2 separate regions of the Mus musculus genome follow, and region 2 is linked to region 1. A link is a contact called in public Hi-C data. All regions are on one chromosome and are shown on one strand. The core of a region is the stretch at or near the end of the contact, and the rest is flanking DNA. Distances in the headings are between cores, read along the strand shown. Region 1 overlaps Tbc1d1 (TBC1 domain family, member 1). Region 2 has its middle 9.9 kb from the start of Gm43837.

Region 1 (4,577 bases), core at 591-3,090:
CTCACCCATCAGATATTCCTGTCTGAGGCTGCTACTCTCCCAGGGTAATGTCAAGTCACAGGGTTAATGAGAGCTGAAACACAAGAAGGGCCATGGAGCTGTAGCTAATGCCCAGCAGCTGCAGTGCCAGGGCAGCGGTGTCTGATAGCAAAGCCAGGGTGGTGCCCTTGCCAGGGTATCCCTGTGATGTAACCACGTCTGTGGTTTCTCCTGCCTGATGCCGACCCTTCATGGCTTGGTCAGACCGGCTTTGCACACGTCATGGTGACTCTGTGAAAAACCCTAGGATTCTTCTAAATGATTCTCTTTTCTACCTTTGTTGGTTAGTGTTGGTTTTTGGAGCTAAAGAATTTTTACATACAATTTGTTCATTCATTCATTCATTCATTCACTCATACAAGGAAGTTATGTGTTAACTGTTATGTGTTAAGGACAGTTCTAAGTGTGTGGGTCATTCAGGGAGCAAGATGGAAATCCCTCTCTTGAAGATTACAGTCTACTGAAGCCTATGATTTTCCTTGCAAATTTATGCAAGAGAGGCTTTCTGGGAAAGTGGCATGCAAGCTTAGAAATGGCAAGTTAAGTTAAAGGTAGCCAAACAGGGAGGGTACTGAGCGGTCTAGGTCACAGGAACAAAGGGAATCTGGGATGCTCTAGAACTAAGAGAGGCCATGGAATGTTATAGACTAGAGAAAGAGGATGACGTGGGCCTAGGATAAGGGGATATGAGATGTAAGCAACTGGGAGAGGTAGGGCAACTGGCAAAATGAGACTCAGAAGGCCGAGAAAATCTTACTAAGTCTCCATGGCTTGTTCTCTGAAGGGCAGAGCTATGCTAGACCATAAGTGGAGAGGGCAGCAGAAGGGCACATCACCAGATCTGCGGCAATGATGGTCATGCCTGGAGCTGGCTGCCTTAGACCTGGGGAAGACAAGGGTGGAAATGTGGAGACTGTTAAGGAACTTGCCCAAAAAGTCTAGATAAGAAATACAGTGTTGGGAGCTGGAGAGAGGGATCCGGGGGTTAAGAGCATTGACTGCTCTTCCAGGAGACCAGGGTTCAATTTCTAGCACCCATGTGGCAGTTTACAACTGTCTGTAACTCTAGTTCCAGGGGACCTAACACCTCCACATAGACATATGTGCAGATAAAACACTAATGTTCAAAAAATAAAAAATTAAACTAAATTAAAAAAAAAAAGAAATACAGTGTGGGGTTAGAGTGAAGTAAGGGAACTTTCCCAGTCTTTTCTTCTGCACTATAGCAGAGGTCACAACAGAACATAAGAGAGAGGCAGCTTGGGGCCTCAGAACAAAGACTCTTGGCTATCGTCAACTCAGAGCACACAGGCCCCGGAGCAGCAACTAGAGGATCCTTGTGCTAACCACTGAGCTTCGGGGTTCATTTATTTCTGCGGCACAGTTGAGTCTATATGAGGATGAGAGGGAGAAATGTCCATGTGACAGGACCCTGGGGAAGTAGCACAGGTGACCCCCTCTTACCCTGAACTCCTCCCCACAGAAACTGCAAGTTACCCTGGGTCAGACTGCCCTCTGCTCGCCAGGTTCTGTCCTACAGAAAGGAAACCCGTCTTCTGCGCCCTCGTCTCCCTTTTCTTGATACAGACTTCCTGACCAGTTAGCAAGCAAAGAAAACATTCCTCTTCCCCCGTCCCTCTCTGCCCCGCCCTGCTGTGGCCTTTGGCTTTCTCTCTCTCTCTCTCTCTCTCTCTCTCTAGTTTCCACTCTGGTTCTTGGACACAGCTCTGGCTAGCCTTGTTCTCAGTCCTGACCTATCCCTGTGACAGGCAGCCTGGACTAGCCTCTGAACATCCTACACTAGTGTCGTCCAAACCCATCCTGACTCATCCTGTATGTCTGACCTTGCTCCTGGACAGACAGCTGCCTAGCCAGCTGACATTTCTAGATTCCAGCAGTCTGGATTCTCATCTAACCACAGGCCAGCCCTGCAGCCCCAGTACACAGAACCACAACGCATGGTGTACCCACAGCCGACATTGCCTGTCCAGTGGTTCTATCCATTGGATCCAGAGGTCAAAACCAACTGGTCTTCTGAGTGTCTTCATTTACACAGAACACATGCAGTACAGGGGGCCTTGCTGGCTTTCAGTATGCTCTGTGTGCCCCACTTGCCAGGCTTCTGAGACATTTTTGGCCCTGCGTCAAAGATCAGGACTGGTCATGTGTGGTCTGTTGAAACATAGTTTTTCAAGACTAATAAGCCTACACAGAAACTCAAAGTCAAATAATAAATTGTGTCTAAAGAGCTGGAGAGATGGCTCAACAGTTAAGAGTACATACTCTTCCTCCAGAGGTCAAGGGTTCAGTACCAAGTACCCATGTTAGGTTGGGTGACTCACAACTGCCAGTAACTCTAGCTGGGCAGGGTGGGGTAGGGTAGGGATCTGATGCCCTTTTCTGGCCTCTGAAAGTACACACATACATAAATAATAAATAACTAAACAGGTTAAAAGAAAATCCCTCAAAAGACTATGACATGTCTCTTGGCTTAGACCCAGTTCTCAGAGACTTGGCAGACCTCACAGACAAGCCACCCCAGTGAAGCATGGTAAGGCAGCCTCCCATGGTGTAATCCACACAGATGCCAAGATCATGCCAATCTTGTCTTCAGAGTGCTCACCATTCACCATGCTGGGCATGGTCACAGCTTGCTGGATGTAGGGCAGATGCCAAATACTCAGCACAGATCTTCTCTTTTGTCCTTATAGTCTATCTAATGGAATCTGTGGTGCCCTCAGTTTACTGATGGTTAAACTTACATTTTAAATGTCTTTCTAGCTGCCAAGGAACACAGCCACAGCAAGAAAGATCTGTGGGTTTTTTAGGCATCGTGGCAAGGTCTGGAATCCCAGAAGGTAGGAGGGGGAACAGGAAGATATGGAGTTCAAAGTTACCCTTACTATACAACAAGGTCAAGGATAGCCAGAGTTACAAGAGTCCTTGTCTTACATAAACACACCACACACACACATACACCACACACACAAACACACACCACACACATACACACACACACTCCACATACACACAAGCACACACAAACACACACACACACCACACATACAAACACACACCACACACACCCATACTCCACATACACACAAGCACAAACACACACATACACATATGCCACACACACAAACACACACCACACACCCCCACAACACACTCCACACACACACACAAATACACACCCCCACACACAAACACATACACACACATACTCCACACAAACACATACACACATACTCCACACACACAAATACACACACACTCCACACACACATCCCCACACATACACACCACACACAAACACACACCACACACATCCACACACACACACACACACACACACACACACACACACACACACACATCAAGGGCTGGGGAGATGGCTTGGCATCTATAGACTCTTGTCCCCAAGCCTGAGAACCTAAGCTTGATCCCCAGGCCACATAGTAGGAAGAGAGAACAGACTCAGGTGAAGCTGTCCTCTGACCTCCACACTCACTATGGCTGCTGAGATCCCCCAACACAAACAAATAAATAAAAAATCTAGGTTTGTCCAGCTCCAGAGTCTACACAGACACACACACACACACACAGACACACACACAGACAGACACACACATACATTTTACCATTTTGCTCTTTATGTATGTTTATATAGGAAAACATGTACACAATATCTGTATATATATATGAATATGAAGATTGTATATATGTATATTTATATGTGTGTGTTTATAAATATATATGTATTGTGTGTGTGTATATATATATATATAAGCACAATATGTGTATATTTGTGTGTAATGAAAGGAATGAGTGGGGGGGGTTGTTTGGTTTTTTTTTTTTTTTTTTTTTTTTTTGGTCTTAGGTTAGAAGTCAGGTGCCATATCCCACTTTAAGCAAATGGTATCACATCTAAGATAATATGATACTCTAGAAATGTCTAGAATGATTTTAAAACTACATTGTATGTGAAAACCATTTACATGGAATTGGTGCACTCAGGGTGATATAGTGGTAGACTGGAAGCCATTTAAAATTGTTTTGGGGCCTGGAGAGATGCCAAATGGTTAAAGGCACCTGTTGCTCTTACAGCAGACCTGAGTTAGACTCCCAGCACTTCCATGGTAGCCCTCTTCTGGTCACAGATGGCTCAGCACACGTACAGTACAGTGACATACATGTGGGCAAAACATAGGTATATGTAAAATAAAAAATAAATTAAAACAATAAAGAAGAATTGCTCTGTGAAAGCCATATATGGTGGCACATACCTTTAACCATAGCTTTAATCATAGCCTTGGGAGGCAGAGGCAGATGGATCTCTGTAAGTTTGAGGCCTGACTGGGCTACCTAATAAGTTCCAGGCTACATAGACCCCAAAGAGAAGGAGGAGGAAGAGGAGGAGGAGGAGGAGGAGGAATAGAAGAAGCAGAAGGAACAGGAAGAATAGGACAGAAGGAGAGGAGAAAGAGGAGGAGGAAGAAGAGGAGGACGACAAGGACAAAGACGAGGATGAGGAC
Region 2 (4,414 bases), core at 1,358-3,857, 170 kb before region 1:
CAGGCCAAAAAGTGGCACCATCAAGTCTACTTAGTCAACTTGCAAGAATACCATTGCATGGTCACACCTAGCTTCAAGGGAAGCTGGCAATGGATACCTAGCTTCAAGGGAAGCTGGCAATGGAGTCTATCTGGGAAAACATCAATCCAAACGGAAGAGGAGAGCAGACCTGGGTTCAAATCCATTTCTTCCCATTGGTTTCAATGTTTGTTCAGCAAGGCCTCATCCTGCTTCCCTTGGCTCAGCTACTATCAGTTTTCTTCATTTAGACACTTCACTCTGGGATTATTTTTTCAGTAACTGCTGTATGTTAGAGGCTGTTGTCTGTCCTGGTGACCTAGCTATGAACAAAACAGGCCAAGGAGTTAATTTTGGACTCAGATTCATTGCATGCTAGACTGCTAAGAAACTGTTCAATGACCTTTTCTTCTTATTCTTAACTAATATTCATCTTTATGTCTAATTTTTTTCAAATTGTTTTTCTTTAAAACGTCCTTGGATTTAAATGTGCTTCCAGTCATAGAAGACCAGCATAGAAACCCACACATCTTAGTTGGAATAAAAAGAAACAAATGTATGCATACATCAAATGTGATGTTGATGTAAAATACAGACAAGACTGTGTATATTTATGTGCATATATGTGGTGTGTGTGTGTGTGTGTGTGTGTGTGTGTGTGTGTGTGTAAGCATAAGAGTACCTGCAGATAGGTGGAGATCAAAAGTTAATGTCAGCTTTTGATACAGGGTTTCTCCCTGAAACTTACCAGTTTGGATAGAATGGCTGGCCAATGAACTGCAGAGATCCTTCTGTCTCTGCATCCTGAACACTGGGATTATAGGCATCTGTTATGTTTGGCTTAATTTTTTTTTAATGGTTTATGTGTAAGGTTTATGTGTATTGGCATTTTGCCTGAATGTAGATATGTGTGCCGTATCTGTGGGGGCCAGAAAAGTGCACTAGATCCCTGATACTGTGTGGAAATCAAACCCAGGTCTTCTGGAAGAACAGCTAGTGTTCTTAATTTCTGAGTTATCTCTCTAGCCCCCTTTCTTCTTTTTCTTTTCCTTCCTTCCTTCCTTCCTTCCTTCCTTCCTTCCTTCCTTCCTTCCTTCCTTCCTCCCTCCCTCCCTCCCTCCCTCCCCCCTCTCTTTCTTTCTTTCTTTCTTTCTTTCTTTCTTTCTTTCTTTCTTTCTTTCTTTCAAGACAAGATCTCTCCGTAGTCTGGGCTGTCCTGGAGCACTCTATGTAGACCAAAGTGACCTTGAACTCACAGAGATCTGCTTACCTCTGCCTCCTGAGTTCTGGGATTAGAGGTTGGCACCATTACACTCACCTAGCTCATTTTGTTTTTAACATGTGCTCTAGGGGACCAAATTCCTGTCCTCACACTTATACAGCAAGCAGGTTGCCAACAGAGCCATCTCCCCAGACCTGACGCAGGTGCAGTTGGAAACCCTCTCTGAGGATGTATCCTGTGAGCACAGATGGAATAAAAGGAGTAGCTTGTAGTTTATACTACCATGAAGATGACCATGAATCACACTCCTGTGAATAAATCTTTGTGTATGCTTCTGATGGGTTCTTTGAATCTATTTCTGGTGCGGAGTTAATGAGTCAGAAGAGCAAATGTTTTAAGGGTCTCGCTTGAAACAATGTGCTGAAGCCTCTCCTGTTATTGAGCCTTCTCTTTAGAGCTAAAAAGAAGCAATTATCAAAGACCTAGATTTCAAGGCATTTTAAGTATGTACTTAACCTTTTGTCATGTTAAAGATTTCAGGGGCATTTATACCAGTCTCTCTGAGCCTGGCTGTGGCCACGATCCTATGCAGTCCTTTCATCCTCTAGTTCCACACCCCTCCATGCCATTCTTTATGCTAGAGCTGGGTTAGGTCATGGAATTTTAGTGTGAGAAACGACCCAGATGATAACAAGTCCACCCCATTTGCTAGTTGGGAAAACTGAGACCCAGAGATACTCCTGAACTGCTCAAAGCCTCATGGTAAGTTCTTCCTGGTCTATAAAGGCTCACTCTCCTGGTTTCTGCTTCTGCAACAGAGTCAGTGGTAAGTGAAACATCCATGTGGTGTCTCATGGTGTACAAACGGCAGGCAGAAGTTTAGAGCCAATGTCACAGATACAGCTTGCCAGATTCACCTGTCCTGCAGGTGGCGGTGAACATTAATGTCACTAGATAGTAGATGTGGTCATAGGACAGTGATGGGTAATGTGACATTCAAATGTTAGTGATGACCACTGGTGACAGAGCAAGAGACGTCCCCACATCAGATATGGGTCCCCGTGGGAAAGGTCACTGGTAAGGCCACCATGGCCTTGGGACCTGTGGGCCTGAACAGAAGACCTCAATGGAAAGAGGCTGGTTTTTAGCCCATAAGAATCCCTGCAGCTGGGGAAGGAGTCACATAAGGCCACCCTGAGGCACAGAGACTCTTCAGCCCAAGTCAGGGGATAGACAGAGAAAGCTGCCCGGCTGGAGGCCTCTGACAGGGTCAGCTTTCATGGGCTGCCAGGTCTCTCCAGGGAGGCCAGCTGCCCAGCCCAAAAGGCTTGGGCCACCCTGACACGTGAGAGAAGACTCTTGTTCTGTCACCGCTCTCCTCGCTGGGCTGCGTTCCAGGCATGCAGGGGAATGGCGCCCAGCAAGGGGAGGAGGTGAGCTGAGAGAGGGGAGGAGGAGGAGCAAGCTTCCCAGGGCAGACTTCCAGGAGGAGGGAGTCAATGCCAAGAGAGAAAAGAGAAGATTTAAGGTTAACTCCGGTTCGGTGTTTAACTATTACTTTAGACTTGAAAAGCTAAAATCTGAAAGAAGGCTTTTTTTTTCCAATTCAAAGGCTTTTTTTTTTTTAATTGCCTCAACCCAACCCAGAAGTTGTAAGCCTGACTTAGTCATTGAGGGGGACAGCAGAGTTCTCCCTGTTGTAGATAACACTTAAAATGACATCAGGAGACTGTTATGTTTCTCATTGCTCTGATAGACTCCCTAACAAAAGAAACCTAAGAAGAAAAGTTCATTGGTAGGGAAGCATGCGATCTGTTGTGGCAGGAAAGGCAAGGCAGGAGACCGTGGTCAAGAAGCAGAGAGATGGAAGCTGGTGCTCAGCCTCCCCCACCCCACCCCACCTCACCCCCACTTTGCCTTTTCAGTCCAGGACCCTAAGAGATGGTGCTTCCCACATTTAGGGCTATTTTCTTCTCAGTTAGCCCTTTGGGGAACACAGTCACAGAGTGGCTCCTATGTAATTCTGAATCCGGCCAAGGTGAGAATGAAGATTACCATAACAGAGACCCACAAAACTCAGGTTTCTGCCCCTATTGCTTTCATGGGGGTAAATTTGTAATAGTTAAGTGATGATAGATAGATAGATAGATAGATAGATAGATAGATAGATAGATAGACAGACTGATGGAAGACAGATAGACATGCCTCCTGCCAACTGCCCCTGCCTCATGTTTTTCTGATGCTGCGGTTACACATGAGGTTGACTTGAGCTGCTTTCTGGCTGTCTTTTTTACACACAGTAGAGTTTCAAAACTAACCCTTTTCTGCGAACTGGTCTCTCACTCTACTTTCGTGCACTAAGCTACGAGCCAAAGTAATGTTTAGACTCCTCTTCCAAGTTTCAGCTGAATGTTGCATTTCTTAAAAGTTTTTTTTTCTTTTTCCTAAAATCTTTTCTTCTTTTAGAGCCCCAGCAACTTGCATGACCAAGGTCAGTGTCACTCGGAAGGCAAGCTTAACTCACAACTGCATCCACCAACTTGTGTCTGTAAGCCATAGAGCTCCATGTTCTCTCAAGCCCTCCAGGGCCTTCCCCAGTCGTCCACTCCTCAGTCATCCATTCGGTCGCTGTTGGGCAGCCTGCCCTTCCTTTACAATTATTCTTCAGAGTTCTGGAGTGCACATCAGGAAGCTGACTGACAGTCACTGCTCTCACCCCACCCAGGATCGTGCGGATGTAGAGTTACCTCAAGCAGGATGATCCTGGCCTTGTATTCAGGATACACCAGAACAGGAGTGCTGTGGCTTGAGTGTTCTCCCTGAAAGTCATGCCAAAACTTAATTCCCGTTGTGTGGTGTTACGAGAGCAGAAACCTAATACGACAGCCTTTGGAGGGTGGGACATTTGGAAGCTAAGGTTAAATGAGATCAAGTGATGGAGCCCTCATCCAGTAGAACTGTGGCATTATGGCACAGGACAGACCTGAGCACACATGTTTACATTCAGTCCTTTTCACTAGGAGCAGGGCTCTCACTCTGTACTGACTCACCACAGAGACTCACCAGATGCCAGTGCTCCCCACATCCCTACTCCACTCCTACTCTTCACAGAAGCTCCAAGCAGATTCATAGTACCTTAGGGTGAGGATTATAGATTATTTCCTTGCTACTTTC

What was found. Hi-C and Micro-C count contacts between places; a contact is called where the count stands out from the background.
Region 2: a Hi-C map of myocytes shows a contact between it and region 1, with 2.4 times the contacts expected there. The contact joins two enhancer-like sites. A contact is called at or near these places in 6 of 484 Hi-C or Micro-C datasets (brown adipocytes, embryonic fibroblasts, embryonic stem cells and 3 more) and 1 of 115 datasets of contacts at active chromatin or transcription factors (pancreatic cancer cells).

The regions. Positions count from the first base shown.
Region 1 is chr5:64,194,369-64,198,945 of GRCm38.p6, reverse strand. All of the region lies in intron 2 of Tbc1d1 (TBC1 domain family, member 1), which reads right to left. Among named protein-coding and RNA genes, the nearest start is that of Tbc1d1, 36 kb to the right of the region's middle. Within about 2 kb of position 1,840, at least 74 of the 459 cell types and tissues checked have an H3K27ac peak or open chromatin away from gene starts, as enhancers often do. A contact at or near this core is called in myocytes, pancreatic cancer cells and uterus, where this site is marked.
Region 2 is chr5:64,365,829-64,370,242 of GRCm38.p6, reverse strand. No RefSeq gene overlaps it. Among named protein-coding and RNA genes, the nearest start is that of Gm43837, 9.9 kb to the left of the region's middle. Within about 2 kb of position 2,607, at least 85 of the 459 cell types and tissues checked have an H3K27ac peak or open chromatin away from gene starts, as enhancers often do. A contact at or near this core is called in myocytes, pancreatic cancer cells and uterus, where this site is marked.